2 separate regions of the Gossypium hirsutum genome follow, and region 2 is linked to region 1. A link is a contact called in public Hi-C data. All regions are on one chromosome and are shown on one strand. Each heading gives the region's core, a stretch centred on a gene start, on an enhancer-like site or on the middle of the called end of the contact. The rest is flanking DNA. Distances are from core to core; before and after follow the strand shown.

Region 1 (7,248 bases), core at 4,634-7,133:
TAGAGTTGTAACACATCTAATCTACAATCAGGTGTGGATTCTACATTAATTAAAAATATATGAAAATATTTTTCATGTTGTTAAAATTTTATTAGTATTATTAAATGGTTCTTATCAAGAATACTTTATGTATTCAAAAAGAGGAATAAAAACCCATCGAATTGGAATACCCAAGTAAGGGAAACTAGACTGTTGTTTCTATGATTTGTATGATATTGTGATCTTGATTATTATTGATATAAAATGTATGAAAATCTCATTCTCATGTTATGTGATGTTATGGCATATGTAGGTTTCGCATGATTTATAAAATGTGAAATATTGATATATATATTGTATAAATATGTGATTAGCATGTTAAGCATGCCTCCGTGATTTTAAGTGATGAGTGATATAACGAGCATGTCTCACATGCCGAAGTGAAAAATTAATTTTTAAAGTGAAAAAGTGATTTTTGTGGTCATATCACATGCATGGGGTGGGATATGTGAAAGAAGGAAGAAGTGGTAGTTTATCTGCAAAAGTGGTGGCTTGTCCATAATATTATAAAGTGGAAATTTATCTGCAACAGTAGTGGCTTGTCCACAATTTTATTAAGTGGCAGTTTATCTGCAAAAGTGGTGGCTTGTCCATAATATTATTAAGTGGCAGTTTATCTGCATTACTGTAACACTGTTCATAAATTGGAGTGTTTGGGTAGACAAGTTTTGGGGAACTCGATTGTGGTGTGTAACGGTGATGGGTAGGATGTTTTAAATAAATTTGCATAAATGTTTTTTAAAACAACATCGCCATGATCATGTGCATAAAGTGAAATATTTACTTGATTGATGATTGTGTGTTTATTTACATTTATTTGTTAAAAAACTCATATTGTGCCTTAAAAGCTCACCCTTCTTAGTGTTATAACCTTTTAGGTAATATTCAAACATAGGGCTTGGAATCAGCATTCGGTGGAGCCTTTTGGATAGTTTATTTTATGGATTTTTAAACTATGTGATTTATGATTTATGTTTGTAGACTTTGCACTTTGAACACTTTATTTTATTTTGAGTTGTTGATTATTTTATAACTTAGAATTGATATGCATGCATGAAAAATTTATGTCATTTCAAGTATTTTAAAATATGGAGTCTATTTAAACCATTTACGAATTTACATGGTTTAAAACAAAATTATAATTCATAATTTTCTAAGTAGTTTTATGAAAGTCCGCTGTGAAAGATTTTTACCCAAAACCTTTTTAATAAATCATTATAATACAAAATATTTATTTTCAAATAACTTAAAATGACATTATAATATAATGTCGCACTTTACTTTCAAAAGATTATATTTTTAATAAGTATTTTTTTCAAAGAAACAAAATCATTAAATATTCAAATTTTTAAGTTTTCACAAAACACCTCAACCCTAGTCAATTTCAAAAAGTAAATAATTTCAAGCGTTGTTAATGTAACTTTTGAGATTCAACCATAACGTCTAGATCGAGTTTGGAACGTTACCAGAATCATTTGTTACTTGAATGCTAAGAGATTGTTGCACTACAAGACAATTGGACTCAAGCAAATTGTCCCCATTAGTAGGAGGTTCCAGAACCTCTTCCATACTATGTTTGCGTACCATTATTAGAGGCTAAAATAAAAATACTAAAAAAAGAAAAGAAATGTTGATCAAAGAAAATTAAACCTCACCGTTATACACTCGCAATAAAAAATAAACAACTCTAAAATGTAAAGAAAAGAAGTTAAGATTTCCTCGCTTGTAAATTTTAAAGAGTAATCAAGCTCAATAACATTCAAAAGATGTGGGATCACTCTTTAACAAAGTTGACCTAAGTCTATAAGAAGTCAAAGAAAAACTCGACCCTAAAAAAAGTAAGTTGCGTGAAGAAAGGAGAGACAACTATTTCCGTGACTATTAGCACAAGAAGTGAAAATATGTTAGAATGCGTAAAAGAATAAGAAAAGCTAAAAATAAAAGAAAACTTAATGCTAGAATCAAAGAAAATAAACTACCCAACTAAAAACCTGAAACAATAGAAAATAACTAGAATTTTTTTGTTCGAGGTGTTCCTAATTTCCAAAAATCAAAAAATTTAAACTGGATTCTTTTCAAATAATGTAGATCTGATTTGGGAAATTTCGGCACGAATTCAACCCACAAATTTTTTTTTCTTTTTTTTCATCATTTTTTTTTGTTTTTGCACTTTTCGATCATTTTTTGTGAGAAATATTTTTTTATATTCTAATAGAGTTCCAAGAATAATTATGTTAAATTTTGGATCATTTGGAAAACGTTTACCCACTAAAAAAATATTTTTTCTAAAAAATATTCTGGGTAAAAAGAAAAAAAATTGTTTTGAGATTATTTGTTGGAAATCAGTTTATAAGAACACAAAGAACACCTAAAACGTCCAAATTTGATACCAAATGATAGAGAATTGAGCAGAGGAAGCGGAAGAAGGATCGTATTCAAGTTGTTCGACTAGAAAAAGGAAGATTTAGATCTGACCTAAAAAGAAAACAAAAAAAAAAACTAAAACAAGAAATTTAAGAACTAAGAACAAATATTTAAAATAATAAAAAACTAAATAAATAAATGAAATTTTGAACATGGAAGATGGATCGAATAAACCAATAGATGTGATGGATAGATGGATAAGTGTCCAATTGAACCCTTTGAGATATAAACCCCAAAAAACTCAATTAATGGCTCTAATCAACCCTCCAAGAAATAATCCTTGAGAAATTGAAAAATGAAGTATGAATTCCCACGACTCCTTGAAGAAAATCGAGAAGAAAAATACTTCTAAAAATCATAAGAAAGAAATCTTGCACAAAGAAATTAACAATGTCGAAAACTTTATTAATAAAAATAATGTGTGCTTAATGAACAAGGAAGAAGCCTTTATATAGACTAGCTAAGTACATTCAAATAAAACTCTAAAGTATACTGGAACTTTAATTAATCTAAATAAGTAGTTTTAAATTAAACTTTCTTATTTGACTAAGAAACAAAAACTCCTAAACAACTTAAAATACTTAAACAATATCCAAAATTTAAAATAAATAAGTAATAAAATAATAATACCTAATAAATACAATATTGGACTCATATATAATAAAAATTAAGCCTAAAAATTGAACCCAATATGATTTAAACTTGAATTAAAAGCCCGAAACTCGTAATTCCTGTCATAATCCTGTCTAGAAATTTTATTCGCGTAGTCTTCACTAAAACGATCATAACTTGAGCTCCCGAACTCGAAATCGAGTGATTCAAAGTGCGTTTCAAAATTAAGAGATATATCTTCAAACGTTATGTAGGCATTTAAACCCACAAATGTCTGGATCCTTTCCAAAAATTTGTCACAAGTTGATTAATCTTTTCAGTTTGAAATTGGCAACTTGGTTGAATTGACTTTAATAAATTTCACTCATTCCGTGCATGTATCATTCTTTATTTCCTCGAAAAGATTCATCCTCGAAAAGATTCATCCTAACATATTGTCTTTAATCGAATCTTGGTTTGATTTGCTTAGCATTTGACCTTATTGTTGGCATTGAGGTAGTGTAAGCCCATCACATCCATAAGTCTGAAATTGGATCTTGAAACTCGCATCACATAATAAAAACTCAATGGTTCTCACAATTAAATAACATTTAATATTTGCATCATATATTAAAATAATATTTGTATAATTGTTGAATACTATAAATAATATATATTTATATTGTAATATTTTTTAACACACTAAATATTATATATTAGGTACAATTATTATTTTAGAATCATATTTTAATATAATATTTATAATAATTATAAAATATTTTAATAAATTTACATTAAAATTTTTATAAATAATTTATTATTTTTTGAAAGGAATAAATAAATTATTAGAATTTTTATTTTATTTATAAATATAATGCTTTTAAAAAATTACAATATATTAATAAGAAAATAGATAAAATATTATTTTAATCTAATGATAAATTGTCATTTTAAGTCTATTCCTTACCTATTATGAAATGTTGTTTTACCCAACCAAACAATGTAATACTAATATATGTTTATTCTATTCAACCAACCAAACAACATAAAACCTATAATCTCACTATTCTATTCCCACTGAACAGCTATAGAATTCCTATTCTATTCCATTTCAGTGAATCAAATGTATCGTAAAGGCGTATATGGATACCTCAAAGTACTTGCAAGAAAGTGTAATTGTTAGGATAATAATTACTCCATCTTGTAACTATAAGAGTTCTAATTCACTATATGTATTTAGCTAGTAGAATTTAATTATGTCTTAATTTATCATATAATATTTTATAGTACAAATTATAATTCCATAGTTATATAATTACAAAAATAGTTAAAAAAGAAGTTTAAAGTTCATTATGGCTAATTATCTCACGCAATTCCTTAATTCTCAACCTCTCATATGAATCAAAACAAGTAATCATGTGCTCTTGATAAACTCAATTCAATGACATCTATTAATTTTAATAATTACTCATATCACATATGTAATTATAAGTAATTATACCCAAATCTAAATACTAAATTAACTTTTTAAATCCATTGAAAATTCTACATGAAAACATCAAGCATGGCTTTAGAGATGTTCTTAAATAAAAGGTTTTTAATCCTCCAAGGTTAACATCAAACAAGTCTTAGAAGATGTTTACTTATCATGTTTTTATGCTTGAACAAACATTTTCAATTCTCCAATGTTAAAGGTTCAACATCAAAGATACTAATCATTGTAGCAAAAAATTAGATGATAAATTAACTTAATTATTCAAATAACTTGCTATATAATTAATGGATTCGATTATACTTATAATGGCTTACATATATATGGCTTTAGATCAACATTAGCATGTTTCATTTAGGTGGAGAAGTTAATGCATAACTTACATATAAGTTTTACATTGAATAGAATCATACTAACATCAAATGAAGATTTTGCTCCAAATCAATTAATATGCTTAGATGTAATGCTTTTGAGAAACCCAAACATTCTATAGGTTATTTTGATGAGATATGATGTGGTGTAGTAGAACTTTGAATTTATAGTCATAGAATAAGATGATTAGAATGAAGATTTGAGTATAGGAAATGTGTAATTAGACAATAGTAATAGAGCATATTCACATGTTAAAAAAGAAAGATTTACATTGCTACCTTAATTAATGGATATAAAATTTTTGTTTGATTCACATTTTAAGTTTAAGGTTAACAAATGTAATGAATAATGTCACATACAACATAACAAATCAAGTTTTGTTTTGGATTAAATATGGTTCCAATTTTTGATTTGCCATGAATTGAATGATATGTCTATTGTCACACATGCCAAACATCAATAGGACATGTTCAACTTCAACAACATTTGAAGTGAAAAATTTCCATCCAATTCTTAACCAAATTTCATGATTCTTGAAGCATTAGTTTCCTTCGTTAATCTATTATCAAATAAGATGCAAAAAATTTGGATTCATAACAAGCATTTTCTTAAATTCCTCCTAAACCACAATAACATCATGGTAAACCATGGTTTTGACCAATGTAGCTTCAAAATCAAATATCTTACAAATGAATTGTCCAAAAAATATGTAAAAATATTCAATAGAAAGCTTATATAATAAACTTAACAATGGAAAAAATTTCAAAAAAAATTATAAGCTATAACTTAAGTCATGGTCAAATCAATCGAGACCAAAAGCACACCTAAAATGCTCAAAACATCAATTCTTCCTCATTCCTCCCCACCCATTCCCTTGCGCCCCTCATCTTCAACCGTAGATATCGCCTTATCTAACGATCCGTATTTAAACTTAAGACAGACAGGGATCCGCGTGATAGTCGTCTCCACCAATCAAAATTCATCTTATGGATACCGTCTTTCTCACATTTGACTATTTAAATCCCTTCATTTCCGTCACCTTCCTCCCACAACGAAATTACCAGTACATCTTCGCTTTGAGATTAGATCCAAAATTCTCCTTTCCTCTTATTTCCGATTCCCCAATTTTTCCTGAAACCCTAATCCTAATCCCAGATTCCTCCTGTCTACATCGTTTAGCAAATGGCAACCGAGGACCCGGCAGTCGTGGCAGACCCCGCACCCGAGACGGAGGAGGACAAGACTGCTGAGACCAAAGCTACTTCAAAATCCGGCAGAGCAAAGAAAGCCAAAGAACCCAAAACCAAGAAAGCTGCAGCTCCTAGGAAACCACGGGCTGCTCCTACTCATCCTCCTTACGAAGAGGTACTTCATGATTCACAAAATATACTGTTATTTGTTTTTATTTTTTTTGGTATTCTGGGTGTGATTGCGTATTGATATTTGATTGGTTTGTTACAGATGATCAAAGATGCGATCGTTACTTTGAAAGAGAGGACAGGTTCAAGTCAGTACGCCATTGCTAAGTTCATTGAAGAGAAGCAGAAGAATCTTCCTGGAAATTTCAAGAAGCTTCTGCTTGTCCATTTGAAGAAGCTTGTGGCTGCTGGGAAGTTGGTTAAAGTTAAGGCTTCGTATAAACTTCCTTCTGCTAGGTCTTCGAAGACGGCTACTGCTGCTTCTGCTCCTGCAAAAAAGAAACCGGCTACTACTAAGTCGAAGTCTAAGCCTGCCTCAAAGCCTAAGGAAGGGAAGAGTACAAAAACTACTCCTAAAGCAAAGGCCAAGACAAAAACTACTTCGAAGGCTAAGAGTAAGCCGGCGGCTAAGCCAAAGCCTACTTCTAAGGCGAAGGCTGCTCCAGCCAAGACTAAGGCAGTGGCTTCTGTGAAGCCGAAGACTACTGCAGCTACAAAGTCAAAAGCTGCAGCCAAGCCTAAGGACAAGCCGGTTAAGGCTTCGAGGACTTCAACTAGGACGTCTCCCGGAAAGAGGGCTGCTGCTCCCAAGCCTGCTGCGAAGAAGGCTCCTGCGGCTAAAAAAGCTCCTGCGAAGAGTGTAAAGCCGAAGAGTGTCAAGTCACCGGCGAAGAAAGCCCCGTCGAGGAGGGGAAAGAAATGAGAGAAGAGAGGGTGGTCAACATAGGGGTAGTTTTGTAAATTCGAGTGAAGCTTAGTGGCTGTATTTGGGTCCATACCCATGAAAATATGACATCGGATCTTATCTGTTCTTGAACTTTTCTTCGAGGGGTTGTTTTTTTTTTGTTGTTGTTGATTGACGCTAAATTTCTAAATTCCTTAGTTTTTAAAGCAGATTTTAGATGTAATTTT
Region 2 (6,866 bases), core at 2,645-5,144, 140 kb before region 1:
ATGAGGAAATTGTGAAATGAAATAGTGTCAATTTGTTGGTTAAACCAACTAGATATGGGCTCACATTTAATATCGTCGGTTTATCCGATTAGCGCTGGGCGCAATTTATATTTGTTTATCTAACTAATGCTGGGCACACATTCGTCAGTTTATCCAACTAGTGCTGGGTGCAACTATCGTTGGTTTATCTAACTAGAGCTTGACTCACTAAATACATTTGTTGGTTCATCCAACTAGCGCTAGGTGCAAATATCGTTGGTTTATCAAATTAGAGCTGCGCTCACTAAATACATTTGTCGGTTTATCCGACTAGCGCTGGGCGCAAACTCTAACCGTGCTCGATAGTCTTGAACCATGGAAGTCTATTGCAGCTTGGCAAGCTGTCCTTCAGGTGACCCCAGGTCACAAGACCGGAAACGCTTGATAAGACCGTCGTAAAATGAATCTACCCGAAAAGTTGTTTGTTTCTATACATCCAATCAAACCACTCCGCGACATCATCATCAAGATAGAATGAAGCAATGGTAAGTCTATCCTGTTCCTGGATATTGTAAAAAGTAAAATAGTGTTCTGCCTGCAAAACCCAGCGACCCAGATTCGTACCTGAAAACCGGGCAAACTGAATCGATACGGGTTTGTGAGAGCCAATGGAAGAACCAGTTGGTAGAGATGCGATATGTGGCCCTGTTTTGGGAGGTGAATCCGTGGAAACAACTGGCAGACAAGTTAGGATTTCTTACGGCATCTGGTGTTGAGAAGCAAAGGATTTAGTAATACCATCAACGTCTTTGCGGAGCTGCGCATGCGATTCTTGGATGGCTTTGACATTTTCATCGAGTAACTTGAGTCGGGTACCATCTGCCATATCTGTCGGTGGTCAATGAAACCACCAATGTTGTGTCCAGATATTCCTACAATAGAATCTAATAATTTCTAAAATGAGATGAGCAGAAATTGATGAAAGCTGAAGATGAATTTCTTCCAGTGAATATAACCGGCAGTACACTCAGAGAATAAAGGTGAGAAAAAAGAAACAAATTTCAAGTGACAATAAGCATGCTGCAGCCATAAGCCTTCTGTCGTTATGCCCTTGCTGTCGTAGTCTACATGACAAAATCCTAGAATTTTGGAGGAAGCTTTCTTTGACTCGTAGCCCTAGCAGTTTCGGATGGAGGCTCGGTTTGGTTCCCTGGTTCAACAGCCACGGGTTTATTCATAACACCCTATCTACATACGTCCAATCAATTTCGTCCACCTGTCATGTTATCTGTATATAAACAAAGAACAATGACCCTGACGCTAAGTTGGGCTAAACTTGAAATTAAACTTTGTAATTACAAGAAAAAGTAGAAAAGATAAAAAATAAATTTTAAAAAATCCCATAAGGCCATAACATTTTTCCCTTCTTCTTTTTTTACCAAAAATAAATAAAAGAAAAAAATCAAACTTGGTGAAATGTACAATGTATAACTGCAATGGAGCCTCCCTGCATAAACTTATTGCCCTTTGGGGACTGCCATAAATTGAACTAATCCCCAAAAAGATTATGGCTGGGAAAGTTGTGGGAAAAAATGAGTTGAAATTTACAAAAACGATTTGGGGCAGTTTTGGGGAGGTCCAATGAATGAAAGAATTCCACTTGTTTGCTGGATCTTCAATTATTCATGGATATTACACTCTTGTAAGTAAGGATGGTCATACTGCACATGTTTGCTCCAATAGCCTTTATATTCAGCAATTCCTATTTCCAACCAGGGTTTCATGATTCCATCAAAGTGTATGACTGCTGCATGCTCGATATCACCTTGACTAAGACCTGAGTTATGACCTAGCCCAAATGCGTGCCAGCTCTTTTCTAAAGCTACGGTCTGGTTGTAAAAGGTAATCCAACCTAAAGGCAAGCTCTTTGTCTTCCACAATGGCCTCTTAAGTCCCTGTAACAAGACACCAGGAAAATAAGCTTTAGAAACACATATAAGGTGCAGTACTATGATAAAATAAAATCACATCAAGTATATAAACATGAAAAAAGTTCATAATAAATCTAGACAACCAAGCAACATAAGTGTAAAGAATTAATAAGAGAAAAGAAGAAATGATACAATTTAAAAAAAATCTAACTATATTTATATCTGACACTCAAACCCAAATCCGAGTAAAATAGCTCGTGATGCATATAGCACAAGTTTCACAATCATAAAATTCATTTCAGAACTTCAAATTAGGGGAAAGAAAGTATAATTGGAAGATTTTAAAAGCAGATACAACATGCAAAATACATCTCATAGAAACTGGTATGTAATGTATATATCTAAAGCAGAGTATTTACACCTCCTACAAGATTTAAAGAGTTGAATAGTTCCAATTAACTTTTTTGTGTATCACTCATAGGCCAAACTAAGACAAAGCTATTGCTAATTTGCTATAGACAAAAATAGAACTGTGGGAGAAAGAGAAAGGGGTAAGAAAGATGGTCTATATTGAAAATTTAGACAGAGAATCATTAGGTAAAATCTCAACTGCTTCAAATGATAACAAATTTCAATCAACAAAGATGAGTCTGTGCATATGATATTGTTAACCATAATTTCTGGGAATTAAACCAACAAGCACGTTATTATATTAGCATGAAGCAATATATATACATATATATATATAGAGAGAGAGAGAGAGGGAAGGATATGCCTATACCAGTTGCAAGTAATCACCATAGAGGTTGGTTAAATTTTGTCTTCTCCATTCTTGGAGATTAAAAAAATTCATACCAAATGCCCATGTGCAAACACTAGCATTAAGCCTCTTTGCTGAAAATTGATCTAAAATGTTCATAAACAAATGCATGGAATGAAATGAAGCTTCACTTTCGTGACAAGTCTCTACTGCTGCATGTACTTTTCCGTTCAAGTTAACACTCCAAAGTCCAGTTAAATCTCTTTGCACTACCACATCATGATCAAAGAGCACAATCTTATCCAGTGCTGGAAAGATGTCTGCCAGATAGAACCGAAGATGACTAAGGGCAGATGTATATCTAGGATCATTGGACTTTTGTTCCTTCAATGCTGAAGAATATTCTGTTGACAGCCATTCAAAATTTTCTATGCTCTGGACATCAATTGTAGCTTTTCCAGGAGGATTTAATAAAAACCACATTGAAATTGCTGGAAGGTTAAGAGAATCGGTCACTACATGGAAAACAATTTTCTCCGGCTCCTACAGAACCAATATTATTTATTAGATATATAACATCACTAACAGGAATCTTGGCAAAATCCTGAACTAACTAGCTAACTTATAAAAAATAAGGAGAATAATGACCGAAGACTATTATCTCTCTAAAAGGGAACTGATTTGGAGGCTCCAGCAACGTAATACGACAAGGCATTCTGGCATGATTTTACGCACACAATTTTGAACACAACTGTTAATAATGAAAATCACTTTCAACAAGCAAAAACATGTTTAACATCACTAAAATAAGCAGAGATTGAAAGTTAATGAAAATGATAAAAAAAAATTTTAAAAATAAATAGTGTACAAGGGGCAAAGTCAGTTTACCTTTGCAGAGGCAGTTGTGGAGTTAACAACAACTGCACAAGCCAGAATTTCGTCAGAGAACACAGCATAGTGATAAAAATCTAGATCTTGCAATTTATGTTGGTTAGGGAATTGTCTTTCCTCAGGTTGAAGTAAAAGATATTCAGTTGTCAACCGTATGGAGAGGCAATGAAGACCTTTAGGGGTAGTCCTTCCAGCAAGCTGAATGAGATATGACTCTTCATTCTTCTCTACTTGAACCTGTTCTTCAGTATCATTAGCCATGGCACGAAGGGTTTCAGCTATTTCAAAGCAGTCAGTGAATGCATGATTTGCTTTGGCCAACAAAACCTCCATAGATCTAATTTTCTGCGATGCACTGAAATTCAAATGTTCTTCAGATATAAAGTTCTATGGAAGCATAAACCCTAAATATAAACTTATTTACTTAATGGTACTTAAGAATTTGAATTTCAGCTTTCATATTGTAACTGAAGAGGTCTTTTTCTCTGTGGTCAGGTTACTGAAATGGAGATTAAAGAGGCTCTCTGGAGCATAGAGAATAACACGGCACCTAGAGGGGATGGTTTTAATAGTTTCATTTTCAAGAAAGCTTGGAATATTATCAGTCATGAGATTACTATAGCTATCCAGACTTTAGAATGGAAGAATGCCTAAGCAGGTGGACTCTACTAATTGACCATCGTACCCAAATGTCAAAATCCAAAGGGGTTATCTGACTATAGGCCTATTGCCCGTTGTACTGTAAAATCATTACTAAAATTTTGGCTTCAAGGTTGGGCAGGGTTCTGGATATACAAATGCAGTTTGCATTTGTTGCTGGGAGGAATATATTAGGTAGCAGCCTTATGGCTCATGAACTTGCAAGGGGCTACTGCAAAGAAACTAGAGATATGCAGTGTGCATTTAAGGTGGACTTATGAAAGCCATATGTTTCTCTCTGTTGGGACTTCCTTGAAGAGGTTTTCCTGGGTTTAAACTTCCTAAGGAGATCTATTTCTTGGGTTTTTGAGTGTGTTTGAAGCGTGACCTTTTCTATTATGATTAACAATTGTTTGGAGGGATTCTTTCCTGGAAGGAAAGGCCTTAGACAGGGAAACCCAATGTCGCCACTTGTGTTCATATTAGTTGCTGAATATTTGTCTAGATGCTTGACTAAATTTCCTAGATACTTTCAGTTTCATAAGGGCTGTAAAGACATGAGGTTAAATCACCAACGTTTCGCCTATGATCTATTCATATTTTGCAAAGGAGATGCCAAGTCTGTTGTTTGGATAAAAGATACATTGAATCGTTTTCATGTAGTTTGTGGTTTGCAGGTAAATGATAAAAAGAGTTATCTCTATTTCTCCGGTGGTACTGATCTCTTGAAGCATGAAACTCATCAGCAAATAGGTTGTCAAGAAGGCGAATTGCCTGTGAAGTATTTGGGCATCCCGCTAAGTTCTACTAGGTTGAAAAAGGAAAATCGTGATGAATATGTTGAAAAGATATAAGCCAGAATTAATAAGTAGATTGTAAAATTCCTTTCATATGATGGACGACTTCAACTCATTTTGGCTGTGTTGAGAAGCATACAAGTGTTTTGGTGTTCTGTGTTCATCCTCCCAATGTCAATAAGTAAAGCCATTGATATAAAATGCAGGAACTATCTATGGAGGGGCAAAAATGAGGGGAGCAAGGAAATTGTTGCCTGGAAAGATATTTGTTTGTCGAAGAGTGAGGACAGTTTAGGGATCAAAGCATTAGAGAGTTGGAATAAGGCTGTCCTGGGAAAACAATTATGGAAGGTTCTTACCTCCAAGACTTCTTTGTGGGTAGTGTGGGTGAAAAAGACTAAACTTTGTAAACTCAACTTCTAGGGAATTTCGAAGTTGACGGACAGTAGATGGGCACCTTCAAACATTAGTATAAGTGACTCTGATATTAGAAGAGCATTAGTTGTAAATGAAATTTGGAAAGATAGTAGATGGAGGCAGCCAGACCCCTTGAGTGAGGACATAGAGGAGGCATGGACTATGGTAAGAAATATTACTGGTGATGATGATGAGAAAATTTGGGTCCTTTCTCGAATTGGACAGTACACTATTAAGTTTGAATGGGAGATCCTACATGATAAGAGGCAAAAGGTGAGCTGGGGTAAGCTGCTTTGGGGCCGAAACACACATCCCCAGTCATAGTTATATTGGTTGGCTTTCCATTAAAGATAGACTAGCTATGAAGCAGAGGCTGAAGAGATGGGATTTGATAGAGGATGACGCTTTGTTGCTTCTGTTGAAAGACTACAAACGTAGACCATTTATTTTTTTAGTGCAATTTTTCTGCCCAAATTTGAAAGAACATGATGCCTAGGTGTGATATTGGGAGAAGACCTAGTAATTAGAGAAGGGAAGTCAACTGGTTCTCAAGAAAGCTATTGGGAATGCCTAAAGGCTAAGCTGTGAAGATGCGCCTTTCCGGTAATGATATATGTTGAGAATCTTTGACTTATTTGACAACATTGAATAGCTAATTATTACTGATTATACTTGACTTTTAGAAATTCTGATTAGAGATATTCTTTCCTTACATGATTCAATGCTTCATGCATATATACCTATACATACTTTTGAGAAATTGGGATTTTCCTCAATTAGAGTATTCATCTCTACTTTCATCATGGTATTAGATTTTTGATCCGTTTTTAGGGATAATTTTTTTCTGGTTATCAAAGTTTTGTTCCAAAAACCCTAGAAACACTAAATTGGTACTATCCATCCTAACCCTTTATTTTTTTCTCTCACTGCTCGTACCATTGGAGTCGGAATCCAATCTCCGGCGAAACCCCGGAGTTCGATTACCAGAAGACCCGCACGTGAGCCTCACACGATGTCACAAGGTTCTGCCTCTTTACTTCACATGTCGCACGTGACCTTAGTTTTTTTGTGTGAGATCTCTTTTGTGCTTTCTTGGAGGGATCTTTGTTATAATTTTTTGAAGCAGATTTTGGGGTATTAGTTGTCTTTTTCAACATTATGTCAGAAGGACGAGAAGCTCGTGACTCCAACCGATCATCCCTCGTTGCAAATTAGTCCTGTGAAGCTTGATGACCATAATTATCTTGTTTGGTCAAGGTCCTGCTTGTTGTTTGTCAAGGCTCGTGGATTGTAGGGATACATCACTGGTACCACGACGAAACTTAAACTGACTGATTCAACTTTTAGTTAATGGGATTCAACGAATTCTGTTATGGTATGGTTTATCAACTCTATGCAATCTCATATTTTCAAAACTTATTTGCTGCTTGATACTACGGAAAAGATTTGGAA

What was found. Hi-C and Micro-C count contacts between places; a contact is called where the count stands out from the background.
Region 2: a contact with region 1 is called in a Hi-C map of leaf, with 2.2 times the contacts expected there. The contact joins the promoter of LOC107908269 here to the promoter of LOC107915126 in region 1. A contact is called at or near these places in 3 of 34 Hi-C or Micro-C datasets (leaf and seedling).

Annotation. Positions count from the first base shown.
Region 1 is chrD08:8,737,846-8,745,093 of Gossypium_hirsutum_v2.1, reverse strand. LOC107915126 (histone H1) reads left to right here and starts at 5,883. Exons shown (of 2, transcript XM_016844269.2): 1 at 5,883-6,283; 2 at 6,380-7,248. The coding sequence starts at 6,101. The coding sequence ends at 7,039.
Region 2 is chrD08:8,878,090-8,884,955 of Gossypium_hirsutum_v2.1, reverse strand. It overlaps LOC107908269 (probable galacturonosyltransferase 6), which reads right to left and starts at 3,894. Exons shown (of 3, transcript XM_016835499.2): 1 at 3,559-3,894; 2 at 2,692-3,213; 3 at 1,659-1,934. The coding sequence starts at 3,894. The coding sequence ends at 1,659.